3 separate regions of the Mus musculus genome follow, and all the other regions are linked to region 1. The links are chromatin contacts, called in public Hi-C and Micro-C maps. All regions are on one chromosome and are shown on one strand. The core of a region is the stretch at or near the end of the contact, and the rest is flanking DNA. Distances in the headings are between cores, read along the strand shown. Region 1 overlaps Scrn1 (secernin 1). Region 2 holds the start of Fkbp14 (FK506 binding protein 14). Region 3 holds the start of Scrn1 (secernin 1).

Evidence for each region. A called contact is a pair of places that touch in the nucleus more often than the background predicts.
Region 2: a Micro-C map of the G1E-ER4 cell line shows a contact between it and region 1. The contact joins the promoter of Fkbp14 here to the enhancer-like site in region 1. A contact is called at or near these places in 4 of 484 Hi-C or Micro-C datasets (the G1E-ER4 cell line, Sertoli cells and olfactory sensory neurons), 1 of 115 datasets of contacts at active chromatin or transcription factors (embryonic stem cells) and 2 of 9 other capture datasets (adipose tissue and pancreatic islet).
Region 3: a Hi-C map of cerebral cortex shows a contact between it and region 1, with 2.1 times the contacts expected there. The contact joins the promoter of Scrn1 here to the enhancer-like site in region 1. A contact is called at or near these places in 3 of 39 promoter capture datasets (hippocampal neurons, macrophages and trophoblast stem cells), 8 of 484 Hi-C or Micro-C datasets (the N1E-115 cell line, Sertoli cells, brain and 5 more), 3 of 115 datasets of contacts at active chromatin or transcription factors (embryonic stem cells and forebrain) and 2 of 9 other capture datasets (adipose tissue and pancreatic islet).

What each region holds. Positions count from the first base shown.
Region 1 is chr6:54,529,652-54,532,835 of GRCm38.p6, forward strand. The region is part of intron 3 of Scrn1 (secernin 1); the gene reads right to left. Gm52863 (a long non-coding RNA gene) reads left to right here. Exons shown (of 3, transcript XR_003956308.1): 2 at 1,546-1,715; 3 at 2,946-3,184. Among named protein-coding and RNA genes, the nearest start is that of Gm52863, 19 kb to the left of the region's middle. Within about 2 kb of position 1,515, at least 51 of the 459 cell types and tissues checked have an H3K27ac peak or open chromatin away from gene starts, as enhancers often do. A contact at or near this core is called in the G1E-ER4 cell line, brain, cerebellar granule neurons and 3 more, where this site is marked.
Region 2 is chr6:54,591,432-54,594,615 of GRCm38.p6, forward strand. It overlaps Fkbp14 (FK506 binding protein 14), which reads right to left and starts at 1,743. Exons shown (of 4, transcript NM_153573.2): 1 at 1,416-1,743. The coding sequence starts at 1,612.
Region 3 is chr6:54,564,632-54,567,815 of GRCm38.p6, forward strand. Scrn1 (secernin 1) reads right to left here and starts at 1,751. Exons shown (of 8, transcript NM_027268.2): 1 at 1,609-1,751.

The DNA.
Region 1 (3,184 bases), core at 265-2,764:
TAGAAAACCTAGCTCTTTGGCTTGTTATGAGTGTTAAATGAAATATCACATATAAAGGCAGTTTCCCGAGACAGCTAGGGAAATAATGACTATAACTGTGCCCGAGCTTCCCCTTTCCCATTACCTGTGAGCTCCCATGGTCACTAAGAACCTGCCCAAAAAACACACATGCCTTTCCAGCTTTTCCTCAACTTTCTTTCAAGATCTTCTGAGATCTCTGACACCAGGAGCAGCTGGTGGGTTGTGTTTAGAATGACAAGATGCTCTGAAGCAATGAGACTGGCCAGGTTTAATGCCAACGCCAAACTCAACGAGAAGCAGGAAACGTCAGTGTGCAGGACGATGGCTCAGAGGACCAGAGTTCAGACACCATGTAATGCGGGGTGCTCACCTATGATTCCAGCTCCCTGGGAATTCAAAGGCAGAGGAACAACCAGAGCAAGCTGACTGGTAAGGCTAGCTCTACCAGAATGCTCTGGATCTTGCTGAGAGACCCTCCCTGAAAGAATGAGGGAGCAAAGTGGTACAGGAAGACTCTGGACCGTGGGCCTCCACATGCATGCACACACAGTGCACACATAGACACATGAAATGAAGGGTGGGGGGAGTCTGCAGAAAAAGAAGAGGATGAAACCAGAGTGTAAGGGGCAGGGGCAGTGCATGACCAGAAAGCAGCTCTCTCCAGAGCCAGCTGGCACCCCACCTACTCAGAGAATGGAGAACGGAAGTGAAACTTAGGGGATTTTGAGCTAGCTGCTAATCCCTCATCATCTTTACACCACAGGTGTTGGGAAAGCCACAATTTAGGGCTGCCACCCCAGTCTCACTTCTAGCTGATTATTAGGTTTTCCCTGCATACTCTGTCTGATGCCAAATGCCTCCTGGGCCTCATCATGATGGAGGCCAACAGGAACCATCAGAACAGATAGACCTTAGATTAATGGACTCCAGGTATAAGAGACACTTTGACTTCCAAAAAAAAGACCCCCTATTTTAATGTTAGCTCCTGCTTGCAGCTTGGTACTTGGATCTGTAGTCACTAAGAAGCAAAACTATGTGTGTTTGTGTGTGTGTGTGTGTGTGTGTGTGTGTGTGTGTGTGTTTACATGGCTCTTGGTGTTGGGGGATCTGGGGAGAGGATTATTCAGAGATACATAGGAAGGGAAGGAAGGAAGGAAGGAAGGAAGGAAGGAAGGAAGGAAGGAAGGAAGGAAGGAAGAAGGAGGGAGGGAGGGAGGAGGAGAGGCAAGGGAACAGACAAAGCTTGGCTTTTTACCACTAAGAAAGAATTATAACAAGTGTTGCTTAATGCTTACATTCCTACACACCTCTAAGAAGCACATGAAAATCATACCTTTACCCTGAAGGCAGTGCCTCATAAACCAAGGCTGTCACTCAGTTTTGTTTCTTGGAGCTGACGTGTGGATGGAGAGCACAAAGGACCAGAGTGTGCAGATGGAGAGCAGCTACATTCTTTGAATAATCAGCCCCAGTCTCACAGACACTTGAAGTCGCATGTGAAATATAAATAGCCTGCTCTTCCAGGAGCTGCCCAGGAAGCTGGCAGCCAAGCACAGAGGACAAGCGAGGACAGCGCAAGAAATGATGCTGCTAATAGCAACGGTTGGAAGAGCCATGAGGAACATCCTGAGGAAGGTGTTCTCCAGCTGTGCAGCAGTGTATTCTCGGCCATATGCTCCACCTGCCTTGCTGAGGTAGACTGTGGGCCAACCCCGTGTACAGTGTGTGTGTGTGTGTGTGTGTGTGTTGGGGGGTGTACTTGCCTTCCTAGCAGGCTCCTGGGCAGTGTTTCTGTGGACGGCCATGCTTTGTGAACCTTGCCACGTGCAGTGCTGTGGTTTTGATCTACGGTATCCACAGCTCCTCAGTTAACACTGGGGCTCAGGAGTTGCTCATAGGACTTGCTTGATATGAAAGATTAGTTTTAACCAGTTTAAAGCTGGGACCAGACTTCTGAACTTGACCCTGAACTTAGAAGTCTACTCTAGGTACAGACTATGTGCCCCTCCAAGAAGTGGCCAGGGTCACGGGATTTGTCATACCATTCCTATTGCAGTGACTCTGTGTGAGCCAGGGGAGGTGTCAACTTAAATGGCTTCAGGTCAGCCATTATCTACTCCTGCATTTGCTATTATTGCAGACCTTGATCACTCTCACAGCAATCATTATCCGCCAAATACATCTTCTGGGTCCCTACCCTTCAGTCCTGTAGACTCACCCCTGGAGCACATCTCCCCTGAGCATCTCAAATGCCCCAGGCAGGGGTCTATAGAATGCTAGCTCTGGAATTCACACTCTGCAGTGTCTGTGAGGGGCTAGCTCTGGAATTTCGTACCACGCCTGTGTCATCATATCCCAGACCTCCCTGCTTCTTCTCTGTCACTTTCAGTCGTCCTTAGATTTGTGCTGTTCACTTAAAATTGACATTCACACGGGTGCTGTGACCCTTCCCGTTAAATTTTATACTTTCAGTATTGTTTATATTTTACTCACTGATCCATCACTGAAACGAAAAATAATTCATGGCAGAATCAGATCCAATTTTTTATATCCTCATTCAAACTTAATCCTAACAATATAACAGTGGTTCCCAATCTGTGGGTCTCCATCCCTTTTGAGCTCAAACGACCCTTTCAGGTATCCTGCATATCAGGCATTTACATTACAATTTATAACAAAAGCAACATTACAGTTATGAAGCAGCAACAAAAAATAACTTTATGGCTGGGGGTCACCAAAACATGAGGAAATGTATCAAAGTATCTCAGCTTACAAAGGTTCATAACGTCTGATATATAAGTTCATTAGGTTGTATAGATGTTTGGTCTGATTAAATTGTGTGTGTGATATTATGTATTTATTTGCAAAGCTTTTAATAATAATGTTTAAAACATAACTCTCTTGGTTTGTTTGTTTTTTATAAGGATCGGTGCTGTTCCGCTTGCTGTCCTCCCTGTAAGTAGACTCCAGTCTCTTTGCAGCCATGAGCTTTTTCACGGCGGAGAGTAAAGAGCACACTGATCCTGAGCAGGCTACACTGCTCACAGGGTGGAGAATCTCAGAAAGAAAACGTGCTCTCTGCCCACACTCAAAAGTTAGCTTTTAGGATTAGGATTTCTGCCAACTCCCTAGGTCCCAATCTGCAAAACTATCACCAAGCCGT
Region 2 (3,184 bases), core at 493-2,992, 62 kb after region 1:
TTGCAGACGTCTTTAATGAAGTCTCTTCATTTTCATTATATTCCATTAGACATGCCTAAGATTTTACAGGAAGGCTGCACACAACAGTCCCTTCACCAAGTACCACAACACAAGCAGTAAACTGCTACAAAGTGTCTGCACAGGTTTTTGGCCCTTGGCTGGAAAAGAACTTAGACTAGCTATGAAAGGGATCAGACCAAAAGCAAGAATGTAACTGAGACTCTGAAGTGCAATGCCACAGTATTGGTTACTATCCACTGTGCACCGAGGACAAAGCTCTGACAAACTCTTCTTGAAATCTTTCACCAGAGCAGTGTGTGGAGGACTGTCATTCACTACCCTTAAGTCTCACAGAGACCATGTCTCACAGCAGTTTATTAAAACAAATGGCAGGATCTCAATTGAGCGGAAGCTTCAGACTTAGCTCATGCCATTCCCACATCTGCAAAATCTTCTCCCCTTCCTGTTCCGCCTTGATAATTTCCACCCCTGACGTTCAAGGCTGTTGTGTTCCGAACTCCTTCTTTATCCTCCCTGATCAGCACAATGGACCACAGGCTGCCATCCCTTCTCAGTGGACATTCTGTACTCTCCATAAACAGAGCCCTTTCCTGTGTTTTCCCTCTCTGCATCTCCAGGCAGAGGTGTGGCTTCCCGGGCTGAATGAATGAATGGATGCAGATGACTAGAAGGTGAACTTTCTGACCGGCCCTAAGGAGGTGCTGGTTAAATACTTTCTGAATGGAAATCATCACACTTGGTAACATTATCTGCCAAATCTTTGTTTATAAAAAAGAAAAGCGAGTGTAAAACATCTGGAAATCCTTCTACTTTTTACTTCTATAACCACACCTTTGCCATGGATGAAGCCTGACTTTCTAGAAGGAATGACTTTCTGTCATCCTGTGCTTTGGCCAAAATGCCACCTGCCAAGAAGTTAAACAGGTCGCTTGAAACAGTTATTTGTGTATCTTTTAGAAGCAGGCAAATAGATGATTGTGCATTTTGCTGTTGAAGAAAAATGACACATCTTAACATTTTTTTTTTGCACAATTAAAAGGGGAATCGGATATTTTACCTATGGAATGGAGTTCAAGACAGAAAAATCTGTTAAGCCTTTTCTATTGGCTGCTTAATTATAACCTAAGTATTTCTGTAAAACCTCAAATACTCTAGATATAATTTTATATAGAATAAAATGATAATGAAATTAATTTGTCAAGACTCCATGTATCCAGGAATTTCTTTCATGGTCTTGACCTATAGAACGGGTTTGACAATTTTCTTTCTCCAAAGGGAAACAGGTATTTCAGTTTTTTGTTTCAGTTTGTAGAGGTAAAGGAACTGTTAGCTTCACAGGCTAGTGTGAATGGGTGGGCCCTTTATCACTCTGCCTGCAAGGCGTAATTACTTACGTGGAATGAAACAGGGAGCCGTCCTTTTCTAAATAGCCTTCGTAGTGGACCAACATCAGATCCCCTCCCTTGGTCTTGCGATGGCAGATGAATGGCTTCTGGAGAACTTCGATTTTCACTTCTGGCTCAGGAATCAGAGCTCCGCTCAGAACCGTGACCCACAGTGCCAAGATAGCGTTCCACAAGAAAAACCTCATGTTACCAAAGCAGAGGAAAGGCCCCCGACTTCATAGAGTTAAAAATGTGCCAAAAGCGGAGACAGCTTAGGCCAAGCAAGTTCAGGACTCCCCCAACAGACACACTCCCAGGAAGACGTGGCACTTTTTCTAACAATTTTCACACAGACAGCGAACTCACAATAAAGAGTTAAAGCCCCATCCAAACATGATTGGTTCTAATAAGGCAGCTTCTAGGGAAAGGCGTCCTTCCACTGGCTGGCGCTGCTGTCCCTCAGGCGCCTCCCAGCCAATGGCGCCGAAAAAAATGTAGTGGTTCTGTGTGCTGTTGGGCCCTGGGCTCGGATGTGCCCCTTCGGAACAGTCCTAGAGCCCGCTGATTAGGAAATTCTCCCACCTCGGGAAGGCAGCTGGATCCAGGCTAACATCCTCGGGGGTGGGAGATGGGGGAAGGGTTGTTTCAGTGAAGTATTCCAGCTGCGGAGTCTGGAGCCAGGTGACACTCGGGTTTTTGGAAAGACCAGACACTGAGAAGCAGCCTTCTTCAAGATGCCACAAATAAAGGCTCAGAACTATGGTTACTAATTTAGAACAGAAACTCTAAGGACCTACTAGGATGCTTTAAGGTTCGCAAAGCACACTCTGGTGCAAGATCCTCACTAACTTAACGTGGCTATTCCCACCCACCCACTCCCCCCCCCCCCCCCATTTAGACAGTGTCTTAGGGTTTCCATTCTTGGGTTAAAGCATCATGACTAATAGCAAGTTGGGGAGGAAAGGATTTTTACCTATTACACTTCTATATCATAGTCCATTATCCAGGGAAGGCAGGGTAGGAACTCAAAACAGTAATCAGGAAGCAAGAGCTGATGTAGAGAGGCCATAGAGGAGTGCTGCTTACTGGCTTGCTCAGCCTGCTTTTTTTTTTTTTTTTTAATAGCACCTAGGATCACCTGACCAAGGGTGGCACCACTCTCAGTGAACTGGACCCTTCCACATCAATCAGTATTTAAGAAAAAGCAGTAGAGACTTGCCTACAGGTAAATCTTATGGTTCGGAGATCCTCGTTCCAAATTACTCTAGCCTGCATCAAGTTGCAAAAAACTAGCCCGGAGAGAAGCTAGTTTAAAAAAAAAATTAGGTTAGAAGTTAGTGCCCTGCTTAAGTTCACTTGGCCGAAAAGAATTGGCACTCCACCTTAAGACTTGGCTTGATTTCATTCTACAAACATCGCTGTCAATGAGTGACTGCTAATAATTCGTCACTTATGTGACCTTGGTGGTGAGTAGATAATACTTAAGGACGGAGAGAGAGAGAGAGAGAGAGAGAGAGAGAGAGAGAGCACTTGTTTTAACAATTATACAGCTTAAAGTTCTAAACGGCTGCCCTCATTTCAGATGTAGTCCATTGCTGCAATCTGAGAAGAAACTAGAAATCACCAAAAGAGATTAAAACAACAACAAAACACAAACAAAACAACAACAAAAACAGGGCATTGAGGTGTGCAGTCAGGCAAATAACCAACTAAGTGATATATTATTTATTAAACCTGTCAACCTTACACTAAGGGAAAAAATGCCTGCACTTTAGCCC
Region 3 (3,184 bases), core at 501-3,000, 35 kb after region 1:
CAGCTCCGCTATACCTAACCCTCAGAGATAGCATCCTCTCTGCTCATTATCCCTAAGGCACCTGCTTCCTCACTCACGCAGCACTTCCTCTTTCCTAAAAGACAAGATGGCTGGCAGCCCTGCAGTGAAAATCAAAAGAAAAGCTGCTTTATGAAGAAGAAGAAAAAAAATCCTGAAATGAGTCACCTTTCAAGAATTTGCAATCCTAGAGCCTGGGTGCTGAAGGGCTAAATCAGCCCTTCCGGTGCCATCCCCTGTATGGATTGGTGTGTGCACTATTCCCGGAGGGTGTTTACATGATACGCCCATCCTTTATAAAGCCACTCGTAAGGTACAAAAGTATGTAAGCTGTGCACAGTTGTATTCTGCACAGTTGACTTTAAATGGGTCTAAAGAAAATCAGACCAAATTAGAGTTTCAGTTAGGCTTTTGACAAGTTAGGGAAACCAGCTGTAGCTCCCTAAACTTCCCACTTGCTCCCCAAGGCACTGCAACTTCACTCAGCTTTAACCAGCTCCAAGTACACTCCCTGCCTATACACAGCAGAGCCTTTTCCTCCTGCTGTTTCTCTCAGCAGCTCAAGCCCGGGGCAGCTGCAGTTGGCTGTGGTCTGCTAGGGTTCCGCCTGGCCTGATTTTTCATGCTGCCATTTTGAATTAGCATAGGTTTACTCAGCAAGTGATGAGGATTTAGGCAGGCGTGAAGCACAGTAAACACACACACACACACACACACACACACACACACACACACAAAACCAGGAAGAAGCACTTAACAAGCTACAATTACACAGAAATACACCTCTATTTAACAGAACCCTACCAGGTCAACTTGGGAGACAGAAAATAGTAAGTTGCCTTAAACGCAAATGGGTGTGATCACATTTTTATTCCTAAATTCCAACCGATTTTCTAAAATTCAGGCGCTCCTTTCATCCTCCTGCAGACCTCACTGTGGTCGCTAAATAATTAGCAATTATTTAGCAATTCTGCCTGGACAAAAAACAAAAAGCAAGACGATAGGGGTAAACTGAGGTGGAGTGATAGCAAGGGTCGAGACACCTGCCATGACCCCACCCGGATTCCAGTGTGCAGGGGTGAGGCCTGGAGCGAAGCAATGTCTGGTGCCAGCTCACTGGCCCTTGGGGATAACCACAGATACCGGGACTCCGCCCGGCGACCAAGGGTAGCGGCCTAGTCAGGCGCCACGGATGCATTACTCGGGAAGGAGCCAGGCTCTCTCTGCTAGCCGCAAGACGGAGCCGCAGGAGCCGCCAGGGGAAGCTCAGGGGCCCGGGGAAGCTCAGAGACACTTCCCGCGCCCTTGCAACTCGGCGCCCAGAAAAAGCAGCACCCGGTTATAAACTGAAAGGGAGGTGCGGGAAGGATGCGGGATGGAGAGCAGGAGCAGATTCTGACCAGGCTGCAGTAGCTTCGTCCCGAAGTCCCTGATCTCAAGTCGGGCCAGACCGAGGCCACCTAACCTCCGATCTCCCCTTCCCTGGTCCACACTCGCGAGGCGTTAGAATTGTAATGGGAAATGTGGTGACCTCCCAGCGGAAGAGCAGCTGCCAGCGCCCCGGCGCTCCCCGCGTAGCCTGAGGCTCACCTGCCAAGCAGCCGGCTCCAGCCGGGTCCAACGGTGCTGATGCTGCGACTGCGGAGTTGGGGGCGCTGCGGCGGCTAGGTTACAGCCTCTGCATCCGTAGCGCAGAAGACCGCCGGCGCTCCGGTTTCCCAGACTCCAGGCTCTCCAGCCCCCGGCTAACAGCTGGTTTGGTCACGCGACCGCAGACCCACCCTCCGCCTCCCGGTGCTCTGGGCCCCAGGACTCGTTGTGTTTGACAGCTGAGGCCTCAGAGCCCGCCCCGCCTGGGAGGGGAGGGCACCAGGAGCCCCCAAGAACAGCAGAGGGGGCGGGACTCAACAGAAAGTGGTTCCTTTCTTTCTAGATTTTTATTTCTTGGTTGAAACTCTCTCGAAGGGAGGAACCAGAGCTTTAAGGAGCCAGGTCCTGCTTTCTCCTGGCAACATTTTACTGTGTGGTTGCTAGTCTGAGCCTTGGTGCCTGGCGAGAATTCCCTGCAGAGATATGCATTCTTCATTTGGTTGATTCAATGTGTCAAAGTCCTTCCCTAATGTTAACCGATTGTGATCGTGCTCATAAACCAGACGATGCAGCATATTCACACTCTGTGGACCAAGGTCATGCAGCAAGTAACAAAGGCAAGATTCCACACCAGGGTTAATAAACTTTTGACAGGGAAAGAGGTGATGCCCACCTCAAGGCTTTTGATAACAACGCCTCAGGGGCTGAGACCCGATCTACCTCGATAAGAAAAGGCTGTAAGAGTCCACTGGGAAGAGAGTAGCAGCAGCGGGCAGCAGCAGATTCACATGTATTTTCCAGTTATCAGATGAACACAAATCAAAGTTTTATAGTCTCTATGGTGTGTGTGTTTGTGTGTGTGTGTGTGTGTGTGTGTGTGTGTGTGTGTGTGTGTATGACAATATCTCTCAAGATAAGAACATATGTAGCCTTTCACCTGATTCCACTTTTGGACTTTTGGAATTCATCTTATAGAAGAAAGGACACGGGTGTGAAATGAGCAGGAGGATTCTGGGGGGGCCATATTATTTGTGTCAGCAACGACTAGAACCAAACCTCACAGTGGTGGTACACACAATTAGGGAGGCTGACAAGGCTACATAGTAACACCTTGTCTCAAAAACTAAAAGATTGAATGAAATTCAGCCTATAAATACCATGGAATTCCATCCAGCATATTTTAAAGATTTAAAGATGAGATCATTGTCTGTGTACTAATTCAAGACTTCCAACTTATACCAAGTAAAAGGCTAAAGTGGGGATAGGTTAGGTGCAGAACAGTGTGTGTGTGTGTGTGTGTGTGTGTGTGTGTGTGTGCGCGTGTGTGTGTGTGAAAATATATACACTTCCTTTTGCAAATGCTTAGACTACTTTTGGAAAGATCCATAAGAAACTGTAACAGGAGATTCCAAAGGGAAGAGAGCTGATGACTGGCCACCAGGTAAGGAGACTTTCCCATGTCCTCTTAAATCAGTGTGTGCTTGTAGCTTGTCAGGTGAGGAAGCAGACAGTGGGAGAAGGATGAGGGAATGTGGCAGGAACCATCAATAGATTCTACAGAAAAGACCATTGGTTC